Linked DNA regions of Sus scrofa: all the other regions are linked to region 1. Evidence: chromatin contacts called from public HiChIP or PLAC-seq data. All regions are on one chromosome and are shown on one strand. The core of a region is the stretch at or near the end of the contact, and the rest is flanking DNA. Distances in the headings are between cores, read along the strand shown.

Region 1 (2,818 bases), core at 197-2,696:
AGAAGAAATTAATTATAACCTCTACCAAGGAGGCAAACAATAAAAAAATTTCCCTCTAGTCTATATCCTATTTCCCACTAGGACGTTGACTCACATAGATCTGCTTCTTAAGTACAACTGGATAGATCTGGGGGGGGCCAAGAGGATGGGGGTCCACACTAGAGACCAGCAGGCAGGGGTGCCTGGGCCATCGTGAAAGCCGGCACGTTCTGCAAGGTCACACTACCAAAGGCTGAGGGTGGAAGCTGGGGTGGTTTTTCCTGGAAATCCTTTTCCTCCAATTCTGAAACCACTCCTAAGATTTAAAAAATGTGTCTGCTGCTCTCTTAAAACTGTCTTGACTCTAAACATCTTTGTCTCCTATTGTGTCCGCTGCTCTCTTAAAACTGTCTTGACTCTAAACATCTTTGTCTCCTATTGTGTAAATGTTCCAGGGCAGGCTGGACAATCACTTTCGGGTGGATTACAGAGGAAATGACTCCCACTTGGGGTGGCAGGGTGAATCAGATGACCCTTAAAGGAACTCGTCTTAGCGTTGTAGGATTCTTAGCTATCACAGGGTCGACTGCCTGAAGAGGCCAGTTCCTGTAGTGAGGAGGATGTGTAAGATAGGTCCAAAGACCTTTCTAGGCATAGATTTCATCATTCCTAGAAATTAGACGTAGATGAATACAGGAGTAAAGGCTCTAGGCTCATCCAGAATCCCTCAGAATCCCCTAACGATGAGGCCAAACAGGAGGTGTGACCAATTGGATTTTCCCCAAAGATAGTCGCATCAATATATCCCATCCCACAGGCTTCCCTAATGTGATCCAACTCTGTACCCTCATGCCAGACTTCCATAGGGTTTTGGGACAACAGGACCAACCCGGCTTTATGCTGGGAGGTGTGTGTAAGGTACATGTGATCACCAGGAGTCAATTTTCCCAGGCTTTTCTTTCCCAGAATTAAAGGGACCTTCATTTTTAACAAGTCTAAGTAGTTGAAGACACAGAACAATCTGTTCCACTTTATTTCCCTCACAAACAGAACTCTCCACACGCAGTGGCAGCTGTTTTGTCAAAGGCTTCACCTTTATTCCTAAAAGTTCGGTCTAGACTCTGATAGACTGATTCACAAATGAAGGCAAGGGCACTTAGCAATAATTCCCATACTATAAATTAAAACTAAATGGAACGAATAACTCTTGGTTATTATGGCCCCTGGAAAAGCTTTTCAATGCTTGCATGGGTACAATTATAACAAAAATTAGAACATAAAAATCAGTCAGCTTAGTTGGTGGAATGGCACTAGAATGAAAGCCTTATGTCTGTTTGTTTTAGGCATTATTATATTTCCAATTCCTGGCACCCAATAAATCTGTCGAATGAATAAATGAATGGTTGAAAGAATTGTTGCAGGAGTTGTGAAATAGTACTGCTTCAGCTGACTGCGCAAGCCTAACTTTATGACCTAAATGTGTAATTCCCTGTGCCCGGGCAAACCCAAAAGACTCATTCATCACTAAAGCAGGTTAGATCTGGAGTTCCCGTCATGGCGCAGGGGAAACAAATCTGACTAGGGACCATGAGGTTGCAGGTTCAATCCCTGGCCTCGCTCAGTGGGTTAAGGATTCAGCGTTGCCGTGAGCTGTGGTGTAGGCGGCAGATGCGGCTCAGATGGTGTTTGGTTTAGGCCAGCAGCTGTAGCTCCAATTAGACCCCTAGCCTGGAAATCTCCATATGCCATGGGAGTGGCCCGAAAAAAAAATACTACTACTACTAATAATAATACAGCAAATTAGGGCTATTAAATACAAAAGGAGCCTGGGCTTAAATTATTTTAAAAAGTTGGCCATAGGACTGCGGTGGCTTTACTGCCTTAGGAGCCTACCAAGCAAGCCAAAACCTAAACCTGGAAAAGCCTCAAGGCTAAGAAATCACAACCTAAGGAGAGCCAATCACAAAGAGCCAACTAGGCTTTCCCAAAGAGCTATAGCCAATCTACTCTCCTTGCTTTGTTTCTGCCTCTCCTCTACACAAGTCTTTCCAGTAGCCCCTGTCAGTGGAGTGCGCTGAGGGGGAGCCCAAATATGCCTCTCTGCCAGATGCATCATTGTGAACTGAAGGCAATCAACTCTGAGCAGATTGAAGAAAAACTCTTACCTCTTCCTTAACTACCTAGAAGAATTCAGATATGGAGCCCAACCCAGGAAGAAAGCTATTACCAGAGATAGCTTTTAATCTGAAAGACTTATCTATATGGCAGGCAAACATCTAATTACCAAACATCTGCTCTTCTATTCTCCTGTGAAAAACACAGATATAAAAACATATATTTGAAAAAAAATTCATATATTCGAAAAGTTCTTATACTGCCTGAAACCTCAACTGCTGAACTTGCCCTTGGGTCTCACTGTCTTTATGGGGCTCCTGAGTATGTATAACTAAATTTGTTTTCTCTTGTTAATCTGTCTTATGCTCATTTATTCAACAGACCAGCCAAAGCATCCAGAAGGGTAGAGGTCAAAATTTTTCTCCCCAAGAGATCCTAGCCACCTCCAGTTTGAAACTGCCTGATTCAAACACATTTTTGCTCAAATGAAATCTTGAAATCTTTAATATGTCTCAGTTGGTCTTTCAGCAATGGGGCTATGTTAAGAATAACAAGAAAGAAAAGATGGGGTACCTGTGTAGTCTGGATGATGGTCAAGTCATTCATACGAGAGATTCCTGCTCCCATCATAGCTCGGAGACCAGCTGTCCCGAACTCCATTCGAGCCCCAAAACATTTCTGCAGTTCTTCTTTATTATCTTCTTCAAGTAGTCGTTTCACTGAC
Region 2 (3,074 bases), core at 172-2,671, 190 kb before region 1:
GAAACATCTTCACACAAAATAAAATTTAACTTTCACCAAAAAAATAAAGCTTGTTTCAAATGAAGTAGTTCATGAAATAAAAAAGAAATAAAAGAAGATATTGTAAACTCTTGAAAGGTGTGGAACTTTGAGAGAAAATCAAACATCTACTTCTTAGAAGTGCCATCGTCAGGGGTGTTTACACTCATGGGAGGGGGGAGTAGGTAAGTAGGGGGTGATAGGAATTTCTTTAAGAACTTCCAGATTGGTACAGATGCACATTTTATTTTTCCTGTAGAGCTGCAGGCCACAAACTTCTTCTGTAAAGGGCCAGATAATAAACCTCTTACGCTCTGTGGGCCAACTACTTGACTCTGTAGAAAAGCAGCCTTAGACAAAAGGCGAATGAACTGATGTGACTGTGTTCTAACAAAACTTTATTTACAAAAACAAAAAGTGACTGGTATCTGGCCCAAGAGCCACAGTTTGCAGATCCTGCTACAGGCAATTTGAGACACCAGCAACAGAAGCTGAGAACAACAATTTTTAAGCTGTACCTAGTGACACCAGGGAGAATGGAACCCACACTTTGATGTATCTGATCCATGCTCTTTATAGGGGCTGCCCCACAAACAACATTCTTTTGGGAAACTCCATGGGATATAATACAACACAAAAGAGTGATTATTTTTTTGGCCATGCCCTTGGCATGCAGAGGTTCCCAGGCCAGGGATCAAACCTGTGCCAGAGCAGCAACCCGAGCTACAGCAGTAATAACGCCAGCTCCTTTAGTCTCGAAGCCACCAGGGAACTCCAATAATGATTTTTAAAAACCCAGACCAAGGTAAAAACTGAACTTTAAAGGGAACAATTTTCTAAGACTAAGAAGACATTAAAAAGGTTTTACCCTCCTATACTTTACAATGAACCCTGTTGGAGTAAAAGCAAAGAACTGAATCTCATGTTCTCTCAAAACGTGAGTCAACTTAAATTAGGACGAATCATACCACTTACCCGGGACAAAATACTTTCTAAAGACTCCGTTAAAGATCTCTTTGCTTTGTTTTTCAGCATATCTAGTCTAAACCGAGTGGCACTGGGTGGTAACTCGCTTCCAATATTCTCCGCTGCAATCTGTGATGCCTAAAAAGTGGAACAATGGAAAGTTAAGTCACATAGGCCTCCTTCCTTTTTAAAGGACTGAAAAACCTCTAGGATGCATCTTCTTGACCCCAGGTCATATTCTTTCTGTGACTTCTTCTCAGCTGCTCCTTGGCAACAGGACTGCAAGTCTAAGAAATACATTTGCCTCAAAGACCGACTCTGTCTCCTCCAAAAGAAATGAAGAAATGTGCTTAGAAACCAATCCGTTAACAAAGCAGTTTAGAGCTCGGGCTCTGTGGCTGGATCAGAGACAGTCACTCACTAGCCGCGGCCTTGTGCAAGCTGCTTTCTCTGAGCCACAACTTCCTCTCCTGTGAACTGAGACCGACCTCAAGATGTAAGAACAGTGCTGTGGGGTGAGCATAGCAGGTAAAGCATCTAAAAGCATCAGGCACAGCTTGTGGTACAAAGGCAACTACCATTAGCTTTTCAAAGGAAAGGAACAACACACTCTGGGTTCCCAGTTCAGAACCCACCATCCAGGGGTGTCACAACCCATCCACCGGCAGCCTTTTCACAATAACCAGCACCTGGAAATAGCATAGGTGTCCGTCACAAGGGGAATGGAGAAATCAACCATACTTGTGACACAATGGAATGAAAAGGAACATATTAATGATTTATGCAACAACAAGGATGAATATCAAAAACATTCTGCTAAGTGAAAGAAGCCTGAACCAAAAGAGAAGATACTGTATGATTCTACTTATAAAAAGTTCCCAAACAGGCAAAACGAATCTATGGTGGGAAAAAAAAAAAAAAACAGTGGTTGCCTGGGGGAGGGAGGGAGTGAGGACTGCTGTGGGGGTACCTGCGGGCATGATGGAGATGTCCTGTATCTTGACAGGGATGTGGGCTACCTGAATGTACAAAATCCTCCAAACTCAACAAATGGTACGCTCGAGATCTGTGCAGCTTACTATGTGTAAATCTTATCTCCAAAAAATTGTAAACAAATACTAAATTCTAGGTATTGATACACATACTAAAGGGTTCAGGGATCAAGAAGACTAGTACATGGAGTTCTCGTCGTGGCTCAGTGGTTAACAAATCCGACTAGGAACCATGAGGTTGCAGGTTTGATCCCTGGCCTTGCTCAGTGGGTTAAGGATCCGGCGTTGCCGAGAGCTGTGGTGTAGGTTGCAGACGCGGCTCGGATCCTGCATCGCTGTGGCTCTGGCGAAGGCCAGCAGCTACAGCTCCGATCAGACCCCTAGCCTGGGAACCTCCATAGGCCGTGGGTGCAGCCCTAGAAAATGCAAAAAAAAAAAAGAAGAATGCTAGTACAGAAACTTACCTTGAAAGGCATCAAAATAAGGATACACACACAGGAAAGCAAACATAACAAAATGTTAAAAATGGTTTCCTCCACTTGGGCATCTATCCGGACAAAACTCTACTTAAAAGAGACACATGCACCCGCGTGTTCACTGCAGCACTATTCACAATAGCCAGGACATGGAAACAACCCAAATGTCCATCGACAGATGATTGGATTCAGAAGATGTGGTATATATACACAATGGAATACTACTCAGCCATAAAAAGGGTGACATAATGCCATTTGCAGCAACATGGATGGAACTAGAGAATCTCATCCTGAGTGAAATGAGCCAGAAAGACAAAGGCAAATACCATATGATATCACTTATAACTGGAATCTAATATCCAGCACAAATGAACATCTCCTCAGAAAAGAAAATCATGGACTTGGAGAAAAGATTTGTGGCTGCCTGATGGGAGTGGGAGGGATCGGGAGCTTGGGCTTATCAGACACAACTTAGAATAGATTTACAAGGAGATCCTGCTGAGTAGCATTGAGAACTTTGTCTAGATACTCATGTTGCAACAGAACAAAGGGTGGGGGAAAAAATGTAATTGTAATGTATACATGTAAGGATAACCTAACCCCCTTGATGTACAGTGGGAAA
Region 3 (2,974 bases), core at 402-2,901, 170 kb before region 1:
TCGCAGATGAGGCTCCAAACCTGTGTGGCTGTGGCTGGTGGCACAGGCCAACAGTCACAGCTCTCATTGGACCCCTAGCCTGGGAACCTCCAAATGCTTCAGATGAGGCCCTAAAAAGCAAAAATAAATAAATAAATAATAAATGAGCTGGGCAGATGGGAGTTCCTGTTGTGGCTCAGCGGGTTAACGAACCCGACTAGGATCCACGAGGGCATGGGTTCAATCCCTGGCCTCACTCAGTGGGTTAAGGATCTGTTGTTGCCATGAGCTGTGGTGTAGACCACAGACACAGCTCGGATCCCAAGTTACCGTGGCTCTGGCACACACCAGCAGTTACAGCTCTGATTGGACCCCAAGCCTGGGAACCCCATATGCCGTGGGTGCAGCCTTAAAAAAAAGAAAAATAATAATTAAAATGAGCTGGGCAGAGATTTCAGGATGCTGTGGAAAGACTCAGTACTTTAAGATTCTTCAGGACTACTAGTCACAGGTAAATGAATAATAACCATAATAACTGCTAAGATTACATACAGTCTGAGAAACACTACAAAAGCTCAAAGCTCTTCAAGGAGATAAAGTAAAAACTAGATGTAAATTAAATACTGAGCGAAAACCAACTCTTCTGATCAAAAGTTCAAAACGACATTTTTATAAAGCCAAAGCAAGAGTTCCCTGGTGGCTCAGCGAGCTGGGGATCTGGCATTATCACTGCGGCAGCATGAGTTTGATCCCTGGCCCAGGAACTTCCACATGCCATAGGAACAGCCCCAAAATAATAAACCAACAAATTAATAAATGAAAACTCTAATGCAGAGGGTGAAAGTGAGCAGGCCTTTAAGAACAATGAAAATTGAAAATGCATATTCAAGCTCAGGTGTATACCAGCTAGTGAGAAAACAGTCATGAATGAATAATTAAAGCCAAATAAGGTCAATGAGGCCGTACAGTTTTGCTTCAGAAAGAAATCAGGGAGGTTGAAATCCCCTGCAAAGGAGACTTCAAGGTAAGAACTGCTCTTTCTCACTCACCAGAGCTTCATTCGTGCACTGAAACACATAGCAGACGAAATGAAAGCCTCCAGCTCCCGAGGACTCTCGGCAGATGAACCCAAAGTGGTCCACGTGTCTAATACCCTGTTGAAGGCAGGGAGGAGAGGAAGGGACAGTGAGTTGTACCCAGAAGAGGCACCACTGCCAGAAATACAACCTAAGGTTTATACTGCACAATTTTAAAAGACACTATAAGAGTATTATTTTCTCAGATATTTTAAATACCTAAAAACGTCTCTCAAATATGAAGTTCTACTAAAATGTTACTCTGATTATCCCCACAATAAGAGAAGTAGGAACTGAAAACTGGAGTTTTCTTTTCTTTTTCTTTGGTCTCTTTAGGGCCGCACCCACAGCACATGGAGGGGCCCAGGCTCGGGATCAAATCAGAGCTACAGCTGCAGGCCTACACTACAGCCACAGCAACACGGGATCCGAGCCACATCTGCAACCTACACCACAGTTCACCGCAATGCTGGATCCTTAACCCACTCACTGATCGAGACCAGGGATCAGACTCGCCATCTTCACAGATACTAGTCAGTTTCATAACATGCTGAACCATAACGGGAACTCCCAAAACTGAAGTTTTTAATGCTCATTTTAGTAATAAAAGGAAGTGGAGAAAAGCTGACACAGAAAAATTACAACTTCTCTTGGGTCTTAAGGAATAAGACAAGAGACTAATGAAGAAACACAACTATACACACACATGAGCACACATGCACAAACACACAAACACATATAGACATAAAAGTTAAAAGTTTTAAGACATCTGTACTCTTAAAATAACAGAAAGATAAATATTGAAGTAAACTAGTGGAAACAATGAGTTAAAAATTCTACACAATAAAGAACAGAGAAGCTTTTAAACATAAGCTATTAAGGCTCAAGCTCTACCATAGTTTCCTAAGAGCTCTTTTTAATAAATGTCAACATGCATACTTGTTTTGAAAGTATCAGCTGAGAGGCACAACAGCAATACAGATATGGCATCACCCATAAATATTAATGTGCAGTGTCTCCTGAAAACACCAGCACACAGAGATATGAGTGCTGAGAGCCTGAAGGTCAGGTGATCAGGTAAAATGCACCCTTTAAAACAATCACATGAAAAAGGAAAAATATTTAATATTAACATTTCAATAGAAATAGCAGCAAATCAAGATAAAAAGCTGTGGAGAAGCTCAGTTTCAGGACAATTATTTCCCAATAAACGGGCAATCCCTGACATATCCCAGCAACTCCGTCAACATTTCCCAAGAGCAAGCTAAGCATATGCTAGAGGATACTCCCCAGGAAAGCAGGATTTGGAAAAAACTTTTCCTTTGTAAATGGTTCCTTATTTGATCTTATTCAGGAACATCATTTTCACCTTTTGGGGAGGAAAATTCCCTGCTGAATCCTTCTGTAGATCATGCTATAATTCAACAAACAATGAGACTTCCATCCTACCTTATTAATGTTGAGAAAATGGAAATGAGGAAACAAGTCAGACTTTTAAAAAGTAATCAAACAATAATTCAGATTTGCTAGGAAGATCCTGAGTGAAATTGGCATAGCTCTTTATAACTGACAGATTCTCCACATTTCTCTATGAAACACACCCAGATGAGCAAGAATGAACTCAAGTAGACACTGTATTCTGAGGAAAACATCCTGAAAGGTAGTCACTATTTATCATGTTTTAAGGAAGAAGAAATAATGATCATTGGTATTTGAAAAATTATGGGAGTTCCCATCGTGGCGCAGTGGTTAACGAATCCGACTAGGAACCATGAGGTTGCGGGTTAGGTCCCTGCCCTCGCTCAGTGGGTTGACGATCCGGCGTTGCCGTGAGCTGTGGTGCAGGTTGCAGACGCGGCTCGGATCCCGCATTGCTGTGGCTCTGGCGTAGGCCGGCGGCTACAGCTCCGATTAGACCC
Region 4 (2,865 bases), core at 366-2,865, 170 kb after region 1:
TCTGAGTTCAAGTTCCATCATCTATAAACTGGAGATTACCACCAGACCAACTTCACTGGGTTATTCTAAGGAATTCCAAATAGCGGGGGCATCAAAAGACCTCCATGGACAATGATGATGAAACATAAAACCAGCCTAGGGTGGGGGCACTGGCTGAGTTCTGGTGTGGGATTCCCAGCTTTAGGTTATGGTTATTGAGCATCCTCATAATTACAGGTAACTGTTTTCTGTATAATTGTTCATGCTTCAAGGGGCATTTATTGAGTACCTGCTGTGTGCTGGGCATGATGCTGGAGGTGCGCCTTCACAGGGCCTGACCATGGAGGACTCCGTCTAGTGGAAGTGGAGACAGGAGGTGGGGGCTGCAGAGAAAGGCCAGAGCAAAAGACCCTGGAGCGTGAAAGTGGGGGGTGACCCAGGAACGTTCAGTCTGTGGTGGCCGGAGGACGTGCTATGGACAGACGCTAGAAGGTCCAGCAAGGCCAGTTGGGACTGAGTGACACGGCAAGGAGTTTGGACCTTTGTCTGCTTACTCTGTGGGTGGTACAGCCAGCACATCTTAGGTATTTCATACATGTTTGTGAAACTGGCCATGTTGGATTTTAGCAAGGTGACTCAGGGCTGGAAGACCAGTGTAGGGAGCTCTGCTTGTGTAGTTCATAGAGACACAGGAGCTGTGACTTCTCCTATTTTCCAGTCCTGCCCATAGACACCTTGGGGTAGGACCGTGTCACCTCGGTGTATCTTTGCCTCAGGCATCTTAGGGCATCCTGTGGTCCCTGCCACTGGGTTTTGTGCACAGCAGGTCCCAGATAAACGTTCGTTGAATGGAGGTGGTTAAACTTTTTTCTTTTTTGGCTACACCCTCAGCAAAAGGAAGTTCCCAGGCCAGGGATCAAACCCTAGCCACAGCGGTGACAATGCCATATCCTCAACCTGCTGAGGCACCAGGGAACTCTGAATGTTGTTAAATTTTCAAATTTAGACTCCTGATATGTGGTGTGGACCTTGTTTTACCCCAGAAAGCTGCAACTGTGTTTTGTTTGTTTGTTTTTTGTGGGTTTTTTGGGGGGTTTCTTTCTTTTTTTCTTTTTAGGGCCAACCTGAGCCTATGGAGGTTCCCAGGCTAGGGGTCTAATTGGAGCTGCAGCTGCTGGCCTCTGCCACAGCCACAGCAACGCTAGATCCGAGCCACATTCGCAACACCACAGCTTGCAGCAACACCTGATCCTTAATCCACTGAGTGAAGCCAGTGATTGAACCTGCATCATTTTAGACACTATGTTGGGTTCTTAATCTGCTGAGCCACAACAGGAACTCCCTGCAATTTTGCGTTTTAAACAATCTAAAGAGCATTCCTAAAGAACACCAGGAAACTCTGGGCTGTAATGTTTGAGACTATCGTTTCCATAAGGCGTGCTGCTTTTGAGGTGGCCGGTTATCAGCAGTATAAAGGCTGGTTTATGCTGTCATGAGACTTCCATGCGCCTTTGGGGCTTTTGGCCCAGTCTCAAGAGTCAGGCTGTGCTGTGACCAGCTGCCCCACCCACCCGCTCCTCCATGGTCAGAGGGCTGATTCCTGGTCAGGCCAGCCCTGTGCTGTCTTGATTCCTCCTTTCCTGGTAGACCAGAGCCTTGACACAGCTTGATGAAAGCAGTTAGCATCTGACCTATATATACTTCTGCTTTTTACATTTTGGATGGTCTGGCTGGGTTTCTTCCAGGTTATCAAAGGGGTCTCCCCTGTTTCTGAAGCACTGCAGCGTGATGATTAAGATCATGGTTTCTAGATGTCATCTTTCCAGATTTGGATCTCAACCATGACTTATTGGCTGTGTGACCTTGGGCAAGTTACTTAACTGCTCTGAGGCTCAGTGTCTTCTTTTTTAAAAAGAGGAAATTGGAGTTCCTGTCATGGCTTGGTGGCATCCATGAGGATACAGGTTCAATCCCTGGCCTTGCTCAGTGGGTTAAAGGATCTGGCATTGCTATGAGCTGTGGTGTAGGTCGCAGACATGGCTCAGATCCCACCTTGCTGTAGCTGTGAAGGCCAGTGGCTACAGCTCCGATTCAACCCCTAGCCTGGGAACCTCTGCATGCTGCAGGTACAGCCCTAAAGAGACAGAAAAATATAAACAAATAAATAAATAAGGAAATTAATAATATCTACCTCAGAAAGTTTTGTAAAAATGAACCGAATTAACATATATCAAATGCTTAGAGTGCTGTTAGCTATTTTTATTATTCCTATTATCAACCTCTTTTGAACATCTCTCTTTTGAGTATTTTGACCTAAAAGCTTTCTTCCTTTGATACAATCGTCAGATTGGATCAAAAGCCACTCGATAATTTGACTGGAATTTAAGTTTTTCTCTCCTCCAAGGCATGTATGTCCAAGGTGTCTATTTGCTTAGAGATCTGGGCAGGCGCTTGGGTATGTGTGAGAAATTAGTTTGCCTGAAATTAGATTGGATGAGAAGGGAGGTTGGCCATTTGGAAAGAAACCTAATACTTTAAGACAAACAGTACACCATCATTAGAAGCAGGGGTTTATTTCTGGCCCTTTAATTCCATCCTAGAAGTGATAAATCACATTATTACTGTTTAAAACGAGCTGTCATTGTACAGTCGTAAAAGCTGAATGCCTGCTGTCTGAGATCAGTTCACAACGCCCATTTGTGTAATTGGAAGAGACATTTTTTCCTTTTGCTTTGAACCTGCTTCTTACATTCCGTGGGAGAGATTTGCCTTCGCTGGTATTTCTTTTAAGTAACCAGATCCACCTTTTCCTTTTTCTTCCCCCTGTAGCCCTGTGACCCCCAGCACTCCTGGGAGCCCGCCCGTGAGCCCCGGGCCCTTGTCACC

What was found. HiChIP or PLAC-seq counts read pairs in DNA pulled down with a chosen protein or histone mark.
Region 2: a contact with region 1 is called in an H3K27ac HiChIP or PLAC-seq map of alveolar macrophages. The contact joins two enhancer-like sites. A contact is called at or near these places in 3 of 5 promoter capture datasets (fetal liver, liver and skeletal muscle), 5 of 47 Hi-C or Micro-C datasets (heart right ventricle, omental adipose tissue, psoas muscle and 2 more) and 1 of 2 datasets of contacts at active chromatin or transcription factors (alveolar macrophages).
Region 3: a contact with region 1 is called in an H3K27ac HiChIP or PLAC-seq map of alveolar macrophages. The contact joins two enhancer-like sites. A contact is called at or near these places in 1 of 5 promoter capture datasets (fetal liver) and 1 of 2 datasets of contacts at active chromatin or transcription factors (alveolar macrophages).
Region 4: an H3K27ac HiChIP or PLAC-seq map of alveolar macrophages shows a contact between it and region 1. The contact joins two enhancer-like sites. A contact is called at or near these places in 6 of 47 Hi-C or Micro-C datasets (fetal liver, liver, mesenteric adipose tissue and 3 more) and 1 of 2 datasets of contacts at active chromatin or transcription factors (alveolar macrophages).

Annotation. Positions count from the first base shown.
Region 1 is chr8:29,312,794-29,315,611 of Sscrofa11.1, reverse strand. PGM2 (phosphoglucomutase-2) reads right to left here. Exons shown (of 14, transcript XM_003128910.4): 2 at 2,668-2,818. Among named protein-coding and RNA genes, the nearest start is that of PGM2, 6.6 kb to the right of the region's middle. Within about 2 kb of position 1,446, at least 3 of the 83 cell types and tissues checked have an H3K27ac peak or open chromatin away from gene starts, as enhancers often do. A contact at or near this core is called in alveolar macrophages, where this site is marked.
Region 2 is chr8:29,504,333-29,507,406 of Sscrofa11.1, reverse strand. TBC1D1 (TBC1 domain family member 1) reads right to left here. Exons shown (of 22, transcript XM_021101100.1): 9 at 994-1,122. Among named protein-coding and RNA genes, the nearest start is that of MIR9840, 43 kb to the left of the region's middle. Within about 2 kb of position 1,421, at least 2 of the 83 cell types and tissues checked have an H3K27ac peak or open chromatin away from gene starts, as enhancers often do. A contact at or near this core is called in alveolar macrophages, where this site is marked.
Region 3 is chr8:29,486,273-29,489,246 of Sscrofa11.1, reverse strand. TBC1D1 (TBC1 domain family member 1) reads right to left here. Exons shown (of 22, transcript XM_021101100.1): 5 at 1,029-1,133. Among named protein-coding and RNA genes, the nearest start is that of MIR9840, 61 kb to the left of the region's middle. Within about 2 kb of position 1,651, at least 1 of the 83 cell types and tissues checked has an H3K27ac peak or open chromatin away from gene starts, as enhancers often do. A contact at or near this core is called in alveolar macrophages, where this site is marked.
Region 4 is chr8:29,141,636-29,144,500 of Sscrofa11.1, reverse strand. RELL1 (RELT-like protein 1) reads left to right here. Exons shown (of 7, transcript XM_013978589.2): 5 at 2,809-2,865. Among named protein-coding and RNA genes, the nearest start is that of RELL1, 48 kb to the left of the region's middle. Within about 2 kb of position 1,615, at least 6 of the 83 cell types and tissues checked have an H3K27ac peak or open chromatin away from gene starts, as enhancers often do. A contact at or near this core is called in alveolar macrophages, where this site is marked.